7 separate regions of the Mus musculus genome follow, and all the other regions are linked to region 7. A link is a contact called in public promoter capture Hi-C data. All regions are on one chromosome and are shown on one strand. Each heading gives the region's core, a stretch centred on a gene start, on an enhancer-like site or on the middle of the called end of the contact. The rest is flanking DNA. Distances are from core to core; before and after follow the strand shown.

What was found. Promoter capture Hi-C pulls out the DNA fragments that hold promoters and counts their contacts.
Region 1: a promoter capture Hi-C map of hippocampal neurons shows a contact between it and region 7, with 4 times the contacts expected there. The contact joins the enhancer-like site here to the promoter of Bdh2 in region 7. A contact is called at or near these places in 5 of 39 promoter capture datasets (the 3T3-L1 cell line, the C10 cell line, frontonasal cranial neural crest and 1 more) and 1 of 9 other capture datasets (liver).
Region 2: a promoter capture Hi-C map of hippocampal neurons shows a contact between it and region 7, with 6 times the contacts expected there. The contact joins the enhancer-like site here to the promoter of Bdh2 in region 7. A contact is called at or near these places in 8 of 39 promoter capture datasets (the 3T3-L1 cell line, 3T3-L1-derived adipocytes, the C10 cell line and 5 more) and 2 of 484 Hi-C or Micro-C datasets (B cells and cortical neurons).
Region 3: a promoter capture Hi-C map of hippocampal neurons shows a contact between it and region 7, with 2.3 times the contacts expected there. The contact joins the enhancer-like site here to the promoter of Bdh2 in region 7. A contact is called at or near these places in 5 of 39 promoter capture datasets (the 3T3-L1 cell line, frontonasal cranial neural crest, hippocampal neurons and 2 more).
Region 4: a promoter capture Hi-C map of pre-B cells shows a contact between it and region 7, with 3 times the contacts expected there. The contact joins the enhancer-like site here to the promoter of Bdh2 in region 7. A contact is called at or near these places in 7 of 39 promoter capture datasets (the 3T3-L1 cell line, 3T3-L1-derived adipocytes, HPC-7-derived erythroid cells and 4 more).
Region 5: a promoter capture Hi-C map of pre-B cells shows a contact between it and region 7. The contact joins the promoter of Ppa2 here to the promoter of Bdh2 in region 7. A contact is called at or near these places in 5 of 39 promoter capture datasets (frontonasal cranial neural crest, hippocampal neurons, liver and 1 more) and 1 of 115 datasets of contacts at active chromatin or transcription factors (astrocytes).
Region 6: a contact with region 7 is called in a promoter capture Hi-C map of hippocampal neurons, with 5 times the contacts expected there. The contact joins the enhancer-like site here to the promoter of Bdh2 in region 7. A contact is called at or near these places in 3 of 39 promoter capture datasets (the C10 cell line, hippocampal neurons and pre-B cells) and 1 of 9 other capture datasets (liver).

Annotation. Positions count from the first base shown.
Region 1 is chr3:137,274,415-137,277,114 of GRCm38.p6, forward strand. No RefSeq gene overlaps it. Among named protein-coding and RNA genes, the nearest start is that of Gm567, 14 kb to the right of the region's middle. Within about 2 kb of position 1,352, at least 10 of the 459 cell types and tissues checked have an H3K27ac peak or open chromatin away from gene starts, as enhancers often do. A contact at or near this core is called in hippocampal neurons, where this site is marked.
Region 2 is chr3:136,909,517-136,912,216 of GRCm38.p6, forward strand. The region is part of intron 10 of Ppp3ca (protein phosphatase 3, catalytic subunit, alpha isoform); the gene reads left to right. Among named protein-coding and RNA genes, the nearest start is that of 1700006H20Rik, 44 kb to the right of the region's middle. Within about 2 kb of position 1,280, at least 6 of the 459 cell types and tissues checked have an H3K27ac peak or open chromatin away from gene starts, as enhancers often do.
Region 3 is chr3:136,404,497-136,407,196 of GRCm38.p6, forward strand. No RefSeq gene overlaps it. Among named protein-coding and RNA genes, the nearest start is that of 1700030L20Rik, 44 kb to the right of the region's middle. Within about 2 kb of position 1,350, at least 9 of the 459 cell types and tissues checked have an H3K27ac peak or open chromatin away from gene starts, as enhancers often do. A contact at or near this core is called in hippocampal neurons, where this site is marked.
Region 4 is chr3:136,707,172-136,709,871 of GRCm38.p6, forward strand. The region is part of intron 1 of Ppp3ca (protein phosphatase 3, catalytic subunit, alpha isoform); the gene reads left to right. Among named protein-coding and RNA genes, the nearest start is that of Ppp3ca, 38 kb to the left of the region's middle. Within about 2 kb of position 1,295, at least 58 of the 459 cell types and tissues checked have an H3K27ac peak or open chromatin away from gene starts, as enhancers often do. A contact at or near this core is called in pre-B cells, where this site is marked.
Region 5 is chr3:133,308,713-133,311,412 of GRCm38.p6, forward strand. Ppa2 (pyrophosphatase (inorganic) 2) reads left to right here and starts at 1,398. Exons shown (of 12, transcript NM_146141.2): 1 at 1,398-1,569. The coding sequence starts at 1,428.
Region 6 is chr3:137,109,368-137,112,068 of GRCm38.p6, forward strand. No RefSeq gene overlaps it. Among named protein-coding and RNA genes, the nearest start is that of Gm26107, 43 kb to the left of the region's middle. Within about 2 kb of position 1,329, at least 10 of the 459 cell types and tissues checked have an H3K27ac peak or open chromatin away from gene starts, as enhancers often do. A contact at or near this core is called in hippocampal neurons, where this site is marked.
Region 7 is chr3:135,279,812-135,282,511 of GRCm38.p6, forward strand. Bdh2 (3-hydroxybutyrate dehydrogenase, type 2) reads left to right here and starts at 1,410. Exons shown (of 10, transcript NM_001172055.1): 1 at 1,410-1,557. It overlaps Gm46826 (a long non-coding RNA gene), which reads right to left. Exons shown (of 3, transcript XR_001783991.2): 3 at 2,621-2,700.

The sequences.
Region 1 (2,700 bases), core at 102-2,601, 2.0 Mb after region 7:
CTCACGTGGTCCTCAGACCACAGGCTAGATACATCTTTGCGCATCCAAATTCTGTGAAACTATGTTATCACTATTCATCCTTTATATTATTTACTTTAGTATGATATTTTATTAATATTTGGTAAATTCATACATGTGTACTATGTATTTTGATCATATTCACCTACTCTCTCCCACTTTTAACTTCTCCAAGATCTAGTTCACCTCCCACTCCCTAACTCTCTTAATGTCATCCCCTCTTTTTAAAAATTACATTACTGAATTCAATTTATGAGTACATATACTTATGGGTGCTGGTATTTACTGGAACATGGTAGATACATCAGTAACTACACCCCTAAAGAAAACCAACTCTTCTTCCCCCTGAAGCCATCAAAGGCCAAGACTTCTGCTAGGGTTGAAGCTCATGAGTCCATCTCTGCTCCATGCTGGAATGTTAACTAGCTTGATATTGTGCATGGCTTGTCAAGGTAAGCATAGCTGTTATGAGTTTGTGGTTTCATTGATCCTGTTACATCCAGAAGATGCTGTTTAGCCCCATTGCTCCTCAAATTCTAGCTCTTATAATTGTTCTTTCCTGTCTTCCATAATGCCCCGCTGAAACATTAGAAGGAGGTTATGTGATGTAGATGTCTCAGTACAAGTGAACATCCTATAGACAGTTAATCTAAGTACTTTGACAAGTTGAGAGTTTCTGTGTAAACTGCTGTCCACCAAACAGAAGCTTCTCCTATGAAAGCTGAGAACTACAGTTTTCCAGAGACCAAAGTATTATCCCTAAATGATGTGCTATAATCTCTACCAACATGTCTTTTTTGTTTTTAATTTTTTATTTTGGAAAATTGCTAACAAAATACCATGCCACTACAACAATAACAACAATAAAAAAAGCAATTAAAGAAGTTTAAATTCATACATCAAAGCAAAACAAGGCCATAAGACTATCATATCCATGAAGATGTCTACGGTAATTTAAAAAATGAAGTGGAAAATCCATTGAGCAGCCTAATAACGAAAAGAAAACAATTCTTCCACATAAAATTGGGTCAGCTTTAGTTTAAGGGAAGGTTCTTGTCAGTTCCAGGCAGATTCCACAGCCCTGACTCTCTCCTGCTTGGACTGTGACCTGCGTGCTTGCCTGTGTAGACACTGGGTGAATTCCACCGAATCCCATGCCTGTAACAGGAAAGCCTGGGTATAAACAGGAAGCCACTAGCACACATTGGAGGCAGAAGTCGTTAAAGTAGTCCCAGATTGATGGTACTGGAAGAAAACAGTGTGTCCTGATGCTGGGACATCTAGCCCGCATGCAAAGCGAGTATATGGATCACAGCAATGCCCAAATGCAATCTGCTCAGCCTTGATTTCCTGGTGCCTAAGAAGCTGCTTTCTCTGCTTATCGGGAAGCCGGTCACGAAAACATAATGAAAGCAAAATCTGTGATATAGAAAAATGAAACCTGACATTTAACCAGTGTGTCCTGGTATGGCATACTGATTAGGTTTTGATCTACTAACATTTCAGAAGGCATAAATAAGAACAAGGAAAGGTTTCCGAGATGACATGACTGAAAGAGAATATGCAGACTGTATCTCACTGGAATTTCTAACCAACCCCCTGCTTATCTTATGTAAGTTAGATGCAAATTCTGAGGAACTTTGGAGGAAAAAAAAAGGAGCAATTTGTTCAGATTAAATAGGAATAACTGGGCTCATAGACAGTTCTTAAAAGAGACAACAGAAAGGTAAGATCTGCGCTACAAGCAGAATAACTTGACAGTTGTGTCTAGAGATGAAATTGAATTAGCAATCGCTGTGGCTCTGGCCTTTGTGAGGCAGAATAAAGATTGAATTTCACTAACATCAACAAAAAGTAGGAGAGGTGCTCTGAATGTGACACTACTGTGCCTGAATGTTGACCAGGTGGAGACAAGAAAGAAGCGGTTTTACAAATCAACCTACCTTACAGACACAGAACTAGAGCCACTTTTAGCTTTTGATAATATTGAATGTGAGATGCTGTATTGTACAGGTACAGGCATAGAGAGCAGTGTCTGGTACAGCACATGCATGCTGACACGTATGTACGTATACACATATGTTGACGTGTGCATGTAGAACAGGTGTAGACAGGAACACGTTTGTCACTCTTCAAGGAAGACAAGACAAGCTTGCTGTCTTAGTTAGGGTTTTATTGTTGAGAAGAGACACCATGACCACACTCTTAAAAAGGAAAACATTTAACTGGGGCTGGCTTACATGTCAGAGATTTAGTCTGTTATTTTCATGGCAGGAAATATGATGGCGTGCTGGCAGACATGGTACTGAAGGAGCTGAGAATTCTACATCAGGAGCCACAGGCGGCAGGAAGAGAACTGTTTTAAGCTTTCTGAAACCAACAAAGCCACATTTACTCCAACTAGAGCCCACCTCTTAATAATGCCGCTCTGTAGGGACCATTTTTCTTTCAAACCTCCACTCTTGTAGAACACAGTTGTCACAGTTTGACACCTCCTGCTGCCTTGCCCAAGAGGTCTACCTTATCTTCACAGAAATCTTCTGTCTGAAGTCATGGTATCAAGCAGCTTGCCTGTGTTGGAGCAAGGTAACAGTGTATGTTTCTGCTGCTGGTGACCTTTTACGATGTAACACTCCACCGAACAAAGGCCTGGGAGCTCTGTCAGTTGACTTCTTTTATTGA
Region 2 (2,700 bases), core at 30-2,529, 1.6 Mb after region 7:
CACTGTCATCTCTTTGGGATACAATAGCATATACTTGACTTTATTTTATTTGCAGCATCCTCAACTGTAGGGAGGCTTGCACGCCTGTCCCCCACCCCACCTCCATCCCATCTTCACCAGTTTAGAACCTGTCTATCATTGAGGGGTGGCCCTGGGCTCCTGCCAGGCTTTTTGTCTGTTTGCTACAGACATCAAAGAGCTCAATTAAAGCTCTTCCTTTGACTGCTGCTTAGTTTAGGTGGAGGACGCTTCCTGATGAGTGATTTATCTAGCCCTTCTCAGGATTCTGCCCCATACCCAGTGGCAACTAAAAAGTCAGGGGTAATAATAGGAGCTTGCAGCTCATGTTCCTGTCATATCAACTTGACTTCTAAGTGTCTGCAAGGCCTTCAGCAAGGAGGGATTCCCCGCATTGCCTTCCAGGTCTGTCACGTCCCCTTTAGGATTTAGTGATGGTGATGCTGAGTGACAGCAGCCGATACTTAAAAGTGTCACCCATCATTCTCAGTTACTGCTACAGAATAAACACTTTCATTAACTTTATCATTTTGGACAGCAAGGAAACAATTAAGGATGATTTGTTTTAAGGTTATTAGACAGTTTGGTGTGCTGTTGTTATTATCTATAGTCTTGAAGATAACCTTTTGGTGGATGCACTATTATTGTCCCTGTTTTTACGTAAGAAGCAAAGTCAAGTCTGTCAATGTAAAACCTAAAACTGTGTAGCTAGGAAAACAAGAATCTGAACACAGACTAGTTGATGCATCGCCTCTTCTCCGGTACTTGAGATGTCCAAGACCTAAAATTACCATTGTTAAGTCTCTTCCTTGGAATCAGTATGATGAGAAAGAATGAGAAAGCTAGAAAGAGAGGCAGGAGAGCCAGGAAAGGAGGAAGAGGGATAGTGCAGAAAAATTATATTTATATACTTTCATTTGTTGTTGTTAAATATGATGAAGGATATTTTTTTAAAGCTGGATTTTACACAGTCCTTTGCCCATAAACATTAATGCAGCACTTGAGAAGCTGAAGCAGGATTGTGAGTTCCAGGCCAGGCTGGGTCACCTGTTGAGTCCTTATTCTTAGCCCACAAAAGAGCAATGGAAGAGAAGGTTTTCACTATCCTGCTTCAACATCAGCTTCTCTAAGAAGCTGGAAGTGTTTCCTTGTGTGAAAAGTTTAGGTGTGTATGGCCACACAGAAAGGTCTCTGGTCACATCATGAGTCTCTCCTTGGCCTCTGCCTCACCACAAGCCGCCTAAAAAAGGGCTGCTGTGCCCACTGGCCTGTGGTGTTTGTCTTGTTCTGTTTTGTCTTGTCTTGTTCTGTTTTCCGGGTTGAGAGCAAAACACAAACTGCCTGCTGTTGTCTTGAAAAGTTTAGAAGACAGTTTACTGCCGAGGAGTGTCTTCTGAGACCCTAATTTATCTGTAGCTTGGCCTCTGTTTCCTTTCCATTTCTGATTTTGGATGATAAAAGACGAGCCTGCTTTCCATTAAGGCTTGATTCCCCCCCCCCCCCCGAATATTTTAGAGAGGCTCAAGACGATGACTCTTGGTTGGTAGTTATTCCTCACTTATGGAGAAGGCGCGCTTTAAAGAAGGAGTCGTAAATGATCCTGAAGAGGGGGAAAGCTGCCAGAAATGAAGACTTTTCAGCACCGAGGAGGCTTCTGTCCTGTTCATTACCACACCAAGAAAGCTGGAATGGCAGAGACCACCAGAAAGCTAGCGACAGATTTGTGAGCGCAGCACACCCGTTCATTTGGGATTTGCTTTTAGGCCTGAAGGCATAGACTCTGAGATCACTTTTTTTCCCCCTTAAATACTAATTATGTTTGAGGCTGTGATATTTGATAAGCCTCGCTAACAAGAAAAATGCAGAGGTGAAACTGAAATCCTGTAGCATAAGAAAGCATGAGAAGAAGACGAAAAGGAATGCATTTGAAGCCAAGCATAGTTCCGGGCTGCCCTGGAAAGACAATATTTAATTAGGATTTCTGTCTCTGCTTTCAGCTAGAGAGAAAGTCTCACATAGAACCTCCACTCCCCGCCACCCCCTGCCCCGTTCTTATCCACATGTTTTCCTATCCTATGCTGACCACAAGCGAGTCGTCAGCCACGGGAGCTGACTAGATTTCCCCAAGCTTCAGGGCAGCCATTTCAACTGTGTACCAAGAAATGGGCTGGTTTTGAACTACTAGGTAATTCCGTATATCTAATATTACAGATCTCGGAGTGAGATTATCTCATCTCACTTTAAAATGTCACACAGGGAGCTTTGTAAAGGGTAAAGCTAGGGACTTTAGAGCCTGGTATGGCATCGTAGTGGAGCCTAGGGAAGCCCTGAAAGACTTGGCTGTAGGGATTTTTACCAGAATTCTACTTATGTTCCATGACAGCTACTTGACCTCCTGCACATGACACCATTTGACATGCTAGTCTCGTGTAAATGTACGTGGGGACCCTAAGTCCTCAGGCTTTACCACCCGAGTCAAGGGATTATTTTCAGCAAGTATTGAAAGTGTCTAGATGTATTTTTTTTTTACTTTAAGAATCCTAAGTGGTGAATTATTTCAGCCTGAAATTTTTACTCTTGATGTCTCCTCTGCTTCATGCTTCATTCTGCCCACTCAGCCCTGTTCTCTTGTCTCTGATTATTTTATTTCCAAGCCATCCATTTTTGGTTTGCAATATAGGT
Region 3 (2,700 bases), core at 100-2,599, 1.1 Mb after region 7:
GTGTGTTGTGATGTAGTATGGTGTGGTGTGTGTGTGTGTGTGTGTGTGTGTGTGTGTGTGTGTGTGTGTGTGTGTAGTATACACCAAGAAGTTCTTCTCTGTGTTTATGCCAACTTTGTGCCTACATAAGCATACCTCTTACGTTACAGAAATTAACACAGAGCGTGCGTGCAGTTTTCCTGAACTCTTGGCTCTGCTTTTTCTTCTGTGTCACCACATTTCTGGCTCCACTCTGGTGTGCACCAACTCACCCTTACTCATTCTCAGAGAGTCACATTGAAACTGTAGACAGACTCTGCTCCAGTTTAGCTCCCTAGCTGATGACATCGCTGTCATCTCTTCTCTGTACACAGTCTGAGTTCCTTTAAACCTCAGTGGAGCTTGGGACCCAGGGCCAACACTCAGCCAGGGGGACGCTTTCTTATGTTTTGCAGGAGCAGGAATCTTGTCAGACTTTAAGCATTTGGTGTTAAGCTTCATTGTTGCATCTATTTCATTTTTGTTGATGAAGCAGGTATCTTTACAAAGTACAACTAGGCAGTACTACTACACAATTAAAATATTTATTAAAAGATATCAGTCCTTTCTATTAGTTTTAAGGCAAAATAGGAGGAACATGGTTACCGGTTACCGTTACCATCATTGCAAATACTATTCTCTGCCAACTCAGGCAATTTTGTTTTGTTTATAACCTGTGAGTTATAGAACATATTCATGGCATAATTTGTTGCATGACCCAATAATTTTTTTTTATTTTGCTCAACCCAATAGAAAATGTATTTCCACGTTTAAGTTCCCCGGGAACAGAGACACTGAGCTCCAGCTGCCTGACTGTATCTTCTTCATCCCAGGTAACTTCCATGTCTAATATATAATTAAAGCGCTAATGGGAAAAAGAACAGCCAAGACGTCGTTTTCTGTGGTAGATGGGTTCCTAGTAACTTCTCCAAGTGCTGGTTGCTATCATTGGTGTTTCCTTCTCATTCTCAGGGTGGAAACCCTAGGAACTACCAGCATATCAAATCTGACCATGCTTCAATAGACCTCACTGACCAGGAAAAGCTACGGCTTTGCTGGATATTAAATCTGTCACATCACAGCTGACAGTCACAAACGTGCTGGAAGATACTGCCTAGTTGAACTGCACTCACTGAACTCTGGCACACCTCTCCCGAGCCATCTTTGAAAGCAGAAGATAAGTGCCCGTGGCACTAATGGGCCTGTAATAGCAGCCATTTCAAGGAAAGGGCAGGACACATTACGTTACTTGGAGTGTTCTCAGCTAAGGCATCCCTAGAGACTCAGGGAAAGGATAACGATCCATTGCTATCACATCCTTGACTTTTACAAGTGTCTGTGCTGCTCATTTGCCCACGGACCATGTGTTGTGCAGTTAGAACACTGTGGTAATTGATAGTCCTATTTTTATCGCATTAAATTCACATTTTCAGGACATGATAAATTTATGCCAGCATATTGACAGAACACAACCTTACATCGAGAGGCAAACATTCTGATTAACTCCTCATTCAAGTGTCTTAAAACTCTTCCAAATTGTTTCACCTAGGAACACATTGATAGGTAATCACACTTAAAATTTTATCTCCGTAAGTTAAGGCATTTTTTAAAAAGGAAATTGGGATTTTATTACAGATGTTACATCAGGGGAGAAAGGTAGAGGGACTTCTGAGTGTTATGTGCTCACTGTAGAATGTATGCAAATAGTTCCTTGAATGAAAAAAAAAATAGACACCGAAAAAAAGGTCTGATGAACTTAGAGTTTTCACTGTGAAGACAAACTAGAAATCCAGTCATTGTCCCCAATGATGATAGAGATCACCACCTTCACCCCAGGTGTAGACTGGCTAACTGACTTGGTAGCAATATTCTGTGGAATCCAAGGTGAAAACCACTGTTGTGTTTTCTACTCTCAGGACATAACATGATGGAATAAAGAGGACTATGCATGCACACAGTCCATTACATTACCCTTACATTCAGATATCAAGACACAAAATTGAGTGTGACATTATTAGCACTTTGTACCACGGAACAAGAATTTTTTTTTAAAATTCAGGATGAGTTTTGAGACTTTTACAACACCACAAAGCCAGACGGTTTCTGGGTAATCAACATAGAAACAACTGCACAGACCCAAAATGAGGGCTAGGAGGGTATCTTCGTTATAACTCCTTAAAAGTAGCTTAAGGAAGGAATGATTTCCTTTTGGATTATAGTTCCAGAAGAATGGCAAGGATACAGGCAAGGGAAACATAGTAGCACAAAAAAAATGAGGCTATTGGTGGTATTGCATAGTTACCCAGGAAGCCAGGAATGAACGGAAAGTAGGGCCAAGTTCTTAAGCTTTAAGGCCTGACTCCAGTAATCCATTCCCTCAAGTGAGGATCCATTTCTTAAAGGTTCTACAGCCTTCTTAAACAGCACCACTATCTTGGGACCAGCTGTTCACATATGTGAGCCCTTTGAAGACTTCCCATTCGAACCGCACCAGAGGAGTGATGGCCTCCCTGTTTTTACAGTAGGATGAAGAAACCTGAGAGACTGCTATAAAAGAGACAAGGTTAAATGGTCCAGTTTATTCTAAGCTGCAATAAATGCACAGTTCTTTCTTTGTAAAGTGATAGAGCTTCTTGAGATGACCCTGATTAAATGTGAAAACCATTACAAATGTTCAAAGCC
Region 4 (2,700 bases), core at 45-2,544, 1.4 Mb after region 7:
AGAGGATTGTAGCCAATGTGTTCAATCCTAAACAGCCTCTGACTAGGAAGTTATGATATTTCACGTCTTTTATCTTCTTCAAACAGTATCATTACCTTTTCTTTCTATATGAAAAAGGGGAATTTATAATTTTCTCTGCATGTTTATACTATAAAAGAAACAGAGACTTTCATCAGTTAGCCTAACCCTAGATGACATCATTAAAAGAACATTTTACAGTGCATGCCTTGGTTGCTTGTTGGTTTTCTAGAACACTTCAGTTATGACTGAGTGCCCAGTTTTTTTCTTTTCATACCTTTCCCCAAGGTGAGAAACAAAGTTGCTCTATTTTTCCAAAATATCACTACCTTCTGTCTAGTGCTTCTAGAGTTCTGTTGGAAAGGCACCTTACTTCCTGCTCTGTTCTTAAAACCACCACTGGACGTGTTAGAGATGCAGGTAAGTGAAGGATGCCTTGAATAGCCTCAGATACTTTAGGGTTCTGTCCTGATCCTGTGAGCAGCCCCCCTGTTGGAAACCCACAGAGTCCCTTCCTGGAAGCCTGGAGATGGTTTTAAGCCAGTCGAAGCCTATGGGATCATTTGCTCTGATATCTGATAAGCAAATAAAATAAACAGACTGTTGCCCAGGAGGGAACTGGTTTCTGTTGTCTCTGTTCAGGTCTCTGAATGGGCCCCATTGTTTATTTATTGTGCTTTTCACAAGTGCTAATAAGCTCACCCTTGTTTTACTAATAGCTTTCTTCTTAAGTGGCTTGACATTTCAGTTAACTGTCAATAGCCTCAATGTTTTTCTTTAAATTGGGTCAGACTAACTGGTTTGTTTAAAAGTTAGGCAGCCTTATATAAATTGTGGCATATAAAACTAAGGAACATTTATTAGGCATTTTAAAATTTGTTTCCCTAGTTACAAAATGTAAGGTCGCGATAGAAACTGTGCTTTTATATTCTTTCTTGTGCTAGTAAAATTAAGTAATTGAATGCAGATTGTAGAACCTGTTGAATAACTAAGTTAGTTGAAAGTTTTTAGTTAAAGCCTGCTAGATATGTGGACACATTTCACTTTTAAATGTTTCAAGTCATAGCATGAAGAATTTAGATGAGCAAACCTGTACTTAAGGCAATGTTTTCCTTTCAGATTTTTATTGCATTAATTTTAAAAGCCATAAATAAGAAAAAAAAAGTCTTCATTAGTGGAAATGAAACTGAAACTAAAGTGGAGTGTTGACCTTGTACTAGGAGTTAACATCTGCAAACCAAGGCCCTGGTCTGCACAGAAAGAGGCAGAGTTGGGGAAGCAAGGCCCAGTACACTGGGAAGTCTCCTCAAGTGACCAAACACTGCAATAACAGGAGAGCCATCAAATCATTCAGTGGGCAGTCTTAAATGTAATTAGCCGTGTAAGTAAAATCAAAGACAGTCTAAGGAGTAAAATCTAGGAAAGGATTATTACAATATCCCAGTGAAGGTGTCTGCAAACCCTTCAAGTGAGCTGCACACGTTTAGTCACAAGAAGATACTTCTACTTACAGAAGACAGCATAGTGCTAGGCAAACCAGCAAACAGGGCTGGTGAAGTGGCTCATTAGATAAAGGCAGTTGGGACAAAGCTTGGCAGCCCTTTGATCCACATGGTTGAAGGGGAAGACCACCTCCAGAAATTTGGCCTCTCTTTTTAACATGAGTGCATACTATGGGGTACGCACACACACACACACACACACACACCATAAATAAGTTTCTAAAAAATATTTTTGAAATGTGAATGGATGGAGCTTGAAATAATCACTGTAATTAACGTAACTGACCAAGATCCAGAAAATCAAGCAATGGGTGTTTTCTTGGGCATGTGGATGATAGCTTTGACAGCTGTAGCTCTTGCTATACAGCTGATTTATGCTAATTAGAAAGCTGACCCTCATTTCTTCTGATTTATCTGATACTAAAATCCTTATGATGACTTACCACTGCAGCTTGATTTTCTTAGAGTGTTGATGCCAGTCAGTACCCTCAAGATGAGGATACGTCGACATTTAAAGAGGATCAAACTGAGTGACTGACCTGTCACTCAGTGACAGTGGCTGCACAGTTAGTTAATGACAGAGCTGCTACCTTATCTCGGCAAGGTCTCAGGAAATGTTTCTGGCACAAACAACTGAGTAAATTAATGTCCTTGGTTTAGACTCAAGCATTTATAGACTTGACTTAACATTTCCTTACTCTGAGGCAGGCAACAGCGTTTGATTCCTAGGTCTGGGGAGCATTTACCATTTACCAGTGAAATTTCTCTTTCGAAGAAAAGCCTTACAGTTGTGCATCTTTGGAGCTGAAAGAGAAGATATTGCCCAAACTAAATTAAATGGACCTTGAGCTCAGCAAATGTTTATTAATTTACATTGTTTTATTTTAATTTGATGATTGATAATTGCCTTTGGTTTCACATATGACTTTAAAATATTAACACTGCTTTTAAAAATCCAACTCGGCGTAAAGAGAGAGCACTATGTAAGGTGTGTACAATAATGCTCTTTAAAGAGTGGGGGCGTTCTAGAAGGACATCCACGGTGTTGCCTTGCCTTTAGCTGTGTTACTTGGGTCTCAAATGGTCTTCACTTGGTCTCGTGGCTCACAACTTTATTGTGATATGTGATATGGATGGCCTGATAGGAAGCAGCGAATGTTGTGTTGTTATTGGATGTTGA
Region 5 (2,700 bases), core at 148-2,647, 2.0 Mb before region 7:
AGATGTCCACAGAGGAAATTCAGCGAGTTAGGTTCCAAATGTCTACATTTGAAATGGACAACTATTGTTGAATAAATATCTTCAGAAATTTGTATTTTAAAATTAACCAGTAAGCCAACTTTGTTCTCATAACATGTATTGTATATTCGGTTTTGATCCACAGGTATTTCAGTAAATTATAGAAAATGAAAGATGAGATTTTATATGTTCAAAATCAAGCCATTTCTTTTTAATGCCATAAAGTAATATGTTCCTAAATCACATACCCGGAATTTGATGCTAATTTTAAGAATCTAGACTATTAGACAGCCCAGAACCTTGTTTCAGTAGGAATTTCTTTCTCAAATATCCAATATTTGAAGTTTAGGTGAAATTTTAAGCTTTCTTTTTTTAACATAGGCAGAATCATATAAATCAATGAAATAAACGCAGGAAGGAAATGTTTCCATTTTTTATAGGACAACTTAGCTTGCAACTCCGCCTAATCATGTTGACGTGTTACAAAGCCACTAATGTCAAAATTTTTTAGAGACTAGGCTAAGCAATGTCTAAGTGGCTAGTGGCACCTCTAAGAGATCCTTTCTGAAACCTGGGTAAAACCAGTTTGGGTTTTAACTGTCACAATTTAGATGCAGAAAGAACCCAGTAGGTGAGGATGTGAGCCTTGCTCACAGTTGGAGCAGAAACTGGTAGAGGTCCGGAAGACCATTCCAGTGAGGTCTTCCCAATCAACTGGTCTACAGAAAAGGGCAATGGTTGGTTCCTTCCTTAGAACCACAGCTCCCGTTGTTACTGGACCAGACTGCAAAGACTGCTGTTGTAACTAGTTGTGGCCACCGGACCAGACAGAAATACTTGTGAAGTATGCAATTGCAGAGAAGTTAAAAGTTACCTGTACTTGGGTTAAATATTAAAGGGCCTTATGGAGGAAGTGGCGTTTGAGGGAATTACAGATTTAGGATAAATCTGTGTCAGATGTCTTCACAAGGACGCTCGATCATTATACATTATAGTCGTGTGTGTGTGTGTGTGTGTGTGTGTATGTGTGTGCGCGCGCGCGCGCGTGTGTGTACACTCCCTCCTTCCGGCTTGGATGTTCCTTTAGAAATTTCTGGAGGTATGCATGCAACCAAGTGCTACATTAATGTAATCAAAGTCTGACCGCAGACACTGACAGTGTGTGAGTGGGTGCGTGGTGGTGAATTCCTGGGGCTTCTAAGGTCCTTGTCTTGATGGTCTTCGGCCTCTGAGGGCTTGTGGAGCAAAGTGGAGAGGTAGGTGGCCCCAGGAATGCAGAAGAGGGTGGGACTTGATGCCACTTGAGGCCGACCGCGGGGAGGCAGTGCGGGCTCCGGGCGGCAGGGGGCGCCGTCGAGCGGCCGCGCCGGGCCCAGCACCGACCCTGCGGTTCTCGCAGACCGTCCGCCATGCGCGCGCTGCTGCCGCTGCTGAGCGTCGGCCGAGGGTGGCGCGTGGGGGCCGCCGCCCGCCCTCCGCGCCGCGTCATGTCCCTGTACCGCACGGAGGAGCTGGGCCATCCCCGCTCGCAGGACTACCGCCTGTTCTTCAGTAAGTCGTTCGCCCAGCTCCGCGCCGGCCGGCGGAGGGGCCGCGGCGCCGTGCCCTGCCCTGCCTTGCTCTGCCCGGCCGGGTCCGCAGCCCGCGCCCAAGCCCGCTGCGGAGGGGACCGGTCTCGGTGCGCAGGGTGGCGCGGGGCCAACCGCCCTCTGCAGCGACCGCAGCCGGCCCGCGGCGCTGAGCTCCTCCCGCTGACCTCCGCGCCGTGGCCCGCCGCTCGCCCGCGCCGCCTCCTGGGCGCTGCTAAGCCCATCCGCCTCCGTACGGCCGCAGAACTTTGGGGACCGGGGTCTTCACTCCGAAAGCGAGTTTGCCTGCGACCGCGACCTTGCTGTCAGCGCAGGCGTACAGGCAGGGAGGAAGTGGGAGGAGAATGTGAGCCAGGCGCTGGGATAGGCTTGTGTGCACAACGCCATCACGAAACCTTTTGTTTGGTAAGGTTAACTTAAAAACAGCAACAGTCAACTGAGTTTTTAACCTAAAAGTTTGCACCCTGAATGCCATCCACAAGCAGGAGATTGGCCGGCGTTCTGGCGAGAATGTGGTGCCTTTTCTTGCCCTGTACGTTGAGCAAAACCTAGAAAGAGGGCCGTCTGGGCTGCCCTGGGCTGACGCCAAAGACAGAAAAGCTCCTGGCCACTTTCCTTTTTCTTTTCACTCTGTAGGTCTCGTTAACAATCGCGTGAAAATAGCCACGTAGATGGGTTGCTTTCAGGCCTCCTTTACTTAATACCAGGTAGCGGAGCGGTTGCAATGTCAAGGCTTGTGCACACCTCTTAGGAGGTTCCGCCCTGAAGAGGTGAAGCTAAATCTTGTTCCGAGACCCCCATGCTGGATGAGTGTCTTAACTTGCTAAGTATTAGAATTTTTTTCCCCTATAAGATAGGGCTGCAGAAGCGGCTATGTATGTTCAAAGAAGTCACCGGACTTATAGTATAACTTGAAATCATTAATAACTGTACTTTGATTTTTACAGTTACTTTTCTGGAGCTGAAGGTTGAAGATTATTTTGTGATAAAGGAGCAAACCTAGCTTAAACTCTTTTTTTTTTTTTTTTTTTGTATTATTTTGAGACAGGGCCTCACTGGGCAGCCCTGGGCAGCTTGGAACTCACAGTAGTAC
Region 6 (2,701 bases), core at 79-2,578, 1.8 Mb after region 7:
TTACACTTTCAGTGGCAGTATTGTACTGAGATTATTATCACATAAAATAGTGTGCATATGTATGCATCTAGTATATATGCATGTATGCAAAGCACTATTGTAAAAAAATATGCTTTACTTCAGGCTCTAGACACATGAAATGTATCATACTGCATTTTCACTGAGAGAATTCTCTTCTGCCTTGACTGTTTCATATTCTGAGGAAACCAGAGTATATAACAATAGCATTTGAGGTACTTTGTTTTAAGTATTTATTTGGATGTGCGTGTTTGTGATGGGTACCACAGAAGACAACATTTGATCTTCTGGATTCTGAGTTATAGGAGGCTGAGAACAAACTCAAGTCCTCTGAAAGAGAAGCAATCACAATCAGCCATCGAGGCATCTCTTCAGTACCAAATCATCACATTTTAGATTCCCATCTATCTGCTCCCTTTGGATACACTCTTTTGAACATTGAGCAGAGAATTTAGAAGCCTCACCCGCACGTTCACATGCTCCATGGACATTTGAACATAAACTCTTCCGTGGATTGTGTCCTTGTAAGCGGAGCCTGTTTCCTGGACTCCACGGCATATGGTCACCCTGTGGGAGATGCTCCCGTGGGTGGGGAAAGTGGGGCTCTCTGACAGTCACACACAGTTTCCGCCAACCTGAGCTCGGGCCTCAGCAGGAGCTTCATGAACAGTAGCCCCCTTCCAGGTACGTTGCCAGAATTTCAGAGCTCTGCCCACACTGAATTATTAACAGTTCAAGAGGAAATGTTCACAGAGATGTTCTCTGTGGGAGAGTCCCAGTAACACTCTTTGTCCCCTCTCTGCCCGCTCCCAGGGTTCCACGAGAACACATCCACACTACTATGAGGTCAATGGACCTGTTAAACAGGACGGGTTTGTCAACTTTTAAAATAACAGGAGATTCTTAGATTCCTGGATGTTGATCACGTGAACCGCAGTTAACTTCTTCGAAGGAAAACTTTGCTTCATCCACAGAGAGTACTACAATCTTTAAAAGTTTATTTAAAATTCTTAAAAATATGAATACTACAAGAGTGTACTGTCCTTCCTTTTAGGAAATGTAGGCTCCAATTTCATACCTTCTATCCACTGGTCAAATACTGCAGCTTCTGACGCTGGTCCTTGTTTTGGTGGCTTTCTGATCTACTCACAGAAGCTGAGTGTGGGGAGAGTAGCATCAAGCACTGCCAGGCTGCTCCCTGTGAGCAGATGCCCCAGGCTAACAAGCAGCTACGTCCAGTAGGTGCCATCTGCTACACCTGGCAATGGCAGAAACTGTGGGTTGAAGTCTTTCTGCAACATCTTGGCTCACTGAACTTGCCTGGCAGGGTGCTGGAGCAGGTGGCTTGGCCACAGCTTGCTTTCCAGTATGTTGTGTTCTGGATTAGTCCTGGGGGAGAAAACTGATTCATAACTCCTCCTCTCTGCCTACTCGTTCTGGTTATCGTTGACACTTTAACATGTTTGGAATGTCATCCAAAGTGCAAGAGGTCACAGCCAACGAAGGCCAACAACCAATAAACCAAAATGTTTCCTGGAATTCTATCGCCCATCAGAATCAGGGACTTCTCCTTTTGTGGATCCTTTTCTTGGAACCCTTTTCTTGATCTCTGAATTTCTTTTCATTCCATTCAGTTTCTATCAGCAGCATCTTCCCCTCCAGGCCTGTTGCCCTACTGAGAGACCCATCAGAGAAATGGTTTCTCTGTTCATTGACCTTCTCATGTCCACTAATCTGGAGTTTGCATGTGGACAATGCTCCTAGTATGGAACAATATTTTAAAAATAGCCACATGCTAAACTATGGATTTCTGCTGTTCTTAGTTGTCCAGGAAACACCATGTATGGAAGCTCTTCTAAGAATCCTGGACTTTGGAGAGTCTATGAAAGTTGGACCTTTCTTTCTTTCTTTCTTTCTTTCTTTCTTTCTTTCTTTCTTTCTTTCTTTCTTTCTTTCTTCCTTCCTTCCTTCCTTCCTTCCTTCCTTCCTTCCTTCCTTCCCTCCTTCCCTCCCTCCCTCCCTCTCTCTCTCTCTTTCTTTCTTTCTTTCTTTCTTTCTTTCTTTCTTTCTTTCTTTCTTTCTTTCTTTCTTTTGTTTTTTCAAGACAGGGTTTCTCTGTGTAGCCCTGGCTGTCCTGGAGCTCTCTCTGTAGACCAGGCTGGCCTCAAACTCAGAAATCTGCCTGCCTTTGCCTCCCAAGTGCTGGGATTAAAGGCGTGCACCACCACTGCCCGGCTGGACATTTCTAAAAGGACCTCTAAATATTCTATAGTCCATTGTATCTTTTGACTCTGTGTTGAATATGCTAGAATACATTTTCTTTGGTATGCTTACTTTCATTATCTTGCTTTCTTCCTACATTTTCTATGTCATCTTTTTTCTACTTTCTCTATTTTTTCCCCAAATATTTAACCAATATTTTACCCAAATCTCATGCTTCTTCTCCTCTAAGTAAACATGAGAAGGTTTCACTTGGTTCAGAGCACGTTTACCATGCATCGAGTGGAGAAGCCTAAGATGGGGCTGTCAAAACCAACAGCAGGGTTGTTGCAGGCTTCAGTGAAAGTGGATCAGAGCTCTGGTTTTCTTAATGCTGATGACCATAAGGTTGCCCTTCCTAGGCTAGGTGTGACTGGACAAATGACCATCTCCATTGTGAACAGATGAGGGGCATACCACATGT
Region 7 (2,700 bases), core at 160-2,659:
TAATCCTGGAGCACTCTCATAGTCATTAAAAGCAAACGCCTTTCAAAGCCCTGGCAAGTTGAGGGAAAGACAAGTCTATTAGAGCAAGGAGCACACACAGAAGTGTCTGCTGTAATAAGCTGCCGTTTATCCTGCAGGTGTGTGGCAGACGCTGGGCTTCACCTGCACACCATGTCCCCTCCTCACCACCCTGGCAGAGCCGCTGTTTCCTTCTCCTCCATATAAGAACGCAGAGCCGCTGTTTCCTTCTCCTCCATATAAGAACGCTGTAGGTTGGCCAGTTTACAGGTCCTGCTTACTCAGCTATTTCAGGGAGACATAGGATTTATGTCTTTTTATTTTTAAACTGGGCTCTTTTTTCCCCTTTGAGGGGGTCAGCTGTTCTGAATAAGGGTCTTCTGTAGTCCAGGCTGGCTGTGAAGTTCTAAGCAAACTTTGTGATGCTCTTACATCTATTTGTGCTCGGTGCTAGCACTCTGGGCTTTATACCGTGCTAGAGACTGAAGCCAGGGCCTGAGGCAGGAGCTTGAGGGAGGAACAGAAAGCACCCACACACTGAGCAGCACAGGAAGCCACCCTGTGCCTGCCTTAAAGGACCAGCTCTCTGTCTTGCTCTGCTCCGTCCAACCCACGTGCATCCAACTGACTGACTGTGAAACCCACACTTTAGGAGCCACTCAGAAAGAGGAGCAGAACCCAGAACCTTCTGGGAGGCATCACTTTTCTCTTCAAGAAGGAAGCCCTCAGAAAGTACAGCCTGCGTCCCCAGCAGACCTGCATGGCTGGCCAGCCCAGGTGACAAAGGAGGCTCGCAATCTGATAGCTTTGTTTTGTAGCCTTTGCAGTGCCAGAGCCCATGGCAAAGTGTGCCAAATGTGTCGAGCCCCTGGATTTATGCAGGACATTCACACATGACCTCCATGATCACTGTGACACTAGCCAGGTTAACTCACAAGTCTCCGACCCAGCCAAGACCTAGCCCTTTCCTCGTGGCTCCTGTAGTCTTCAACCAACTTGATTGCATGATATTTTGCTCTGTTCATTTCAAGATTCCCATCCTAGCTGGGTGTGCTCCTCGGCTCAGGCCCAGTGCACTCAGGATGCCAGCATTCTGCAGCTGAGGGATTAACGTCAGAAACAAGACTTTAGCCCCAAGGAAGTTTTCTTTTCCCCGCTCAAAGCAATCTGGGTTAAGAGCTAGGAAGACCAGAGTATTTAGTGCCTCGGGTCCCTTGTGTGTTTTCCAGCAGCCTTCCACCTTCCTGGCCATTGGATCTGGCCTGCTAAGTAACTTGCACAAACAAAAGACAGGCCTTTGTTTGGCGTTCACAGTTCCACGTTCTGATCACTAGATGGCAGCATGGACACATCTAAAGTGCACGGCTGTGGCAAACACTTCTTAAAAGCTTACTTAACAGGCATTAGCAAAAGGACTCGGAGGGGACCTGAACTCCACCTCCCAGCGTGCATTAATCAGCATGTGACTTCTCCTGCGCAGAGATCTGAAGTTTGTCTCCTGAAGGAATCTGGAGGACTGTGTGGACTCACTCTTCTAAAGTAAGATATTTTTTTCTAATCACTTTCGACAAAACTTTTGGGGACTGAGAGTTGTAGCTTGTGTTGCCATCTTCTCCATATCGCCGAGTTGAAGATGCATCTTCAGTTAGTGTGGGAGTTGGGAATCCTCTTGTATTTATTAGAGTTTGAAAATAGCCAAAGAAAGACAACTGTTCCAGTATCTGTCCTAAGTAAACTGGCTCGTGAAAATATTTGGAATTCCAGAAAATACTCTGAGCCTTTTTCTAGTAAAAAGAAATTTAGGGTTTTAGTACAATCTTTAGAAGTAGGAAAGTCATTATGTTAAGAGTGGGTTAAGTTTACAATTTCTGGACGTATTCCCACTCTAAACCCCACCCTGTTACCCCCCCTCCCCAAAAAAAAAACAAAAACAAAAAAACAAAAAAACCCATGTTGCCTTGAGACTGCTTGGAGGTCAGCTGGAGAAAGGTTTAGAAGTAAACAGAAACTAAATTTTGTGCCTGGTTGCTTCTGGGTGGTCTCGGGGGTCATGGAGGTGCTTAAGAGAGCACTGAGCAGGTGCCTTCACTGATTCTCAACCTGTGGGTCGCGACCCCCACGCCTAGGTTCTATCTAATTAGATATTCTGAATGTCAGGTGTTTACATTATGGTTCATAACAGCACCAAAATTACAGTTGTGAAGTAGCAACAAAAATATGGGTCACCACAACATGAAGAACTGCGTTAAAGTGTCGCTGCATTAGGACGGTTGAGAACCAGGGCTTTGGTGGGCGAATACCCAGGGTCCCTTAGTGAAGGCCCTGGACTGTGAGTTTCTTATGCTGTACTCAGGGTCGGGGGAGGCAGGGACGGCTCATCCCTTCCTAAAAGCACAAGTTAGCTTTCTCTCAACTCCTACCACACTCTAAGTGAAATTTCTCTCTGCGTGCTACTGGTAAAAAGCAAAGCAAAGCGTACTGCATCAGAATTGGGGAGACGCCATGAAGCCAGATCCTGTTACCCAGCATGTGCGCATGATTGGATCACAGAGTGGGGGTCATCAGTTGGCTTCAGAAGCCCCTCTTACCGTGTGACTGTGTCGGGCTGGATCTCAGAGGAAGGCTCTAATAGGAACCTAACAGGATGGCTTTTATTAGGGGAGATACTGTTGTGGGAGAAAA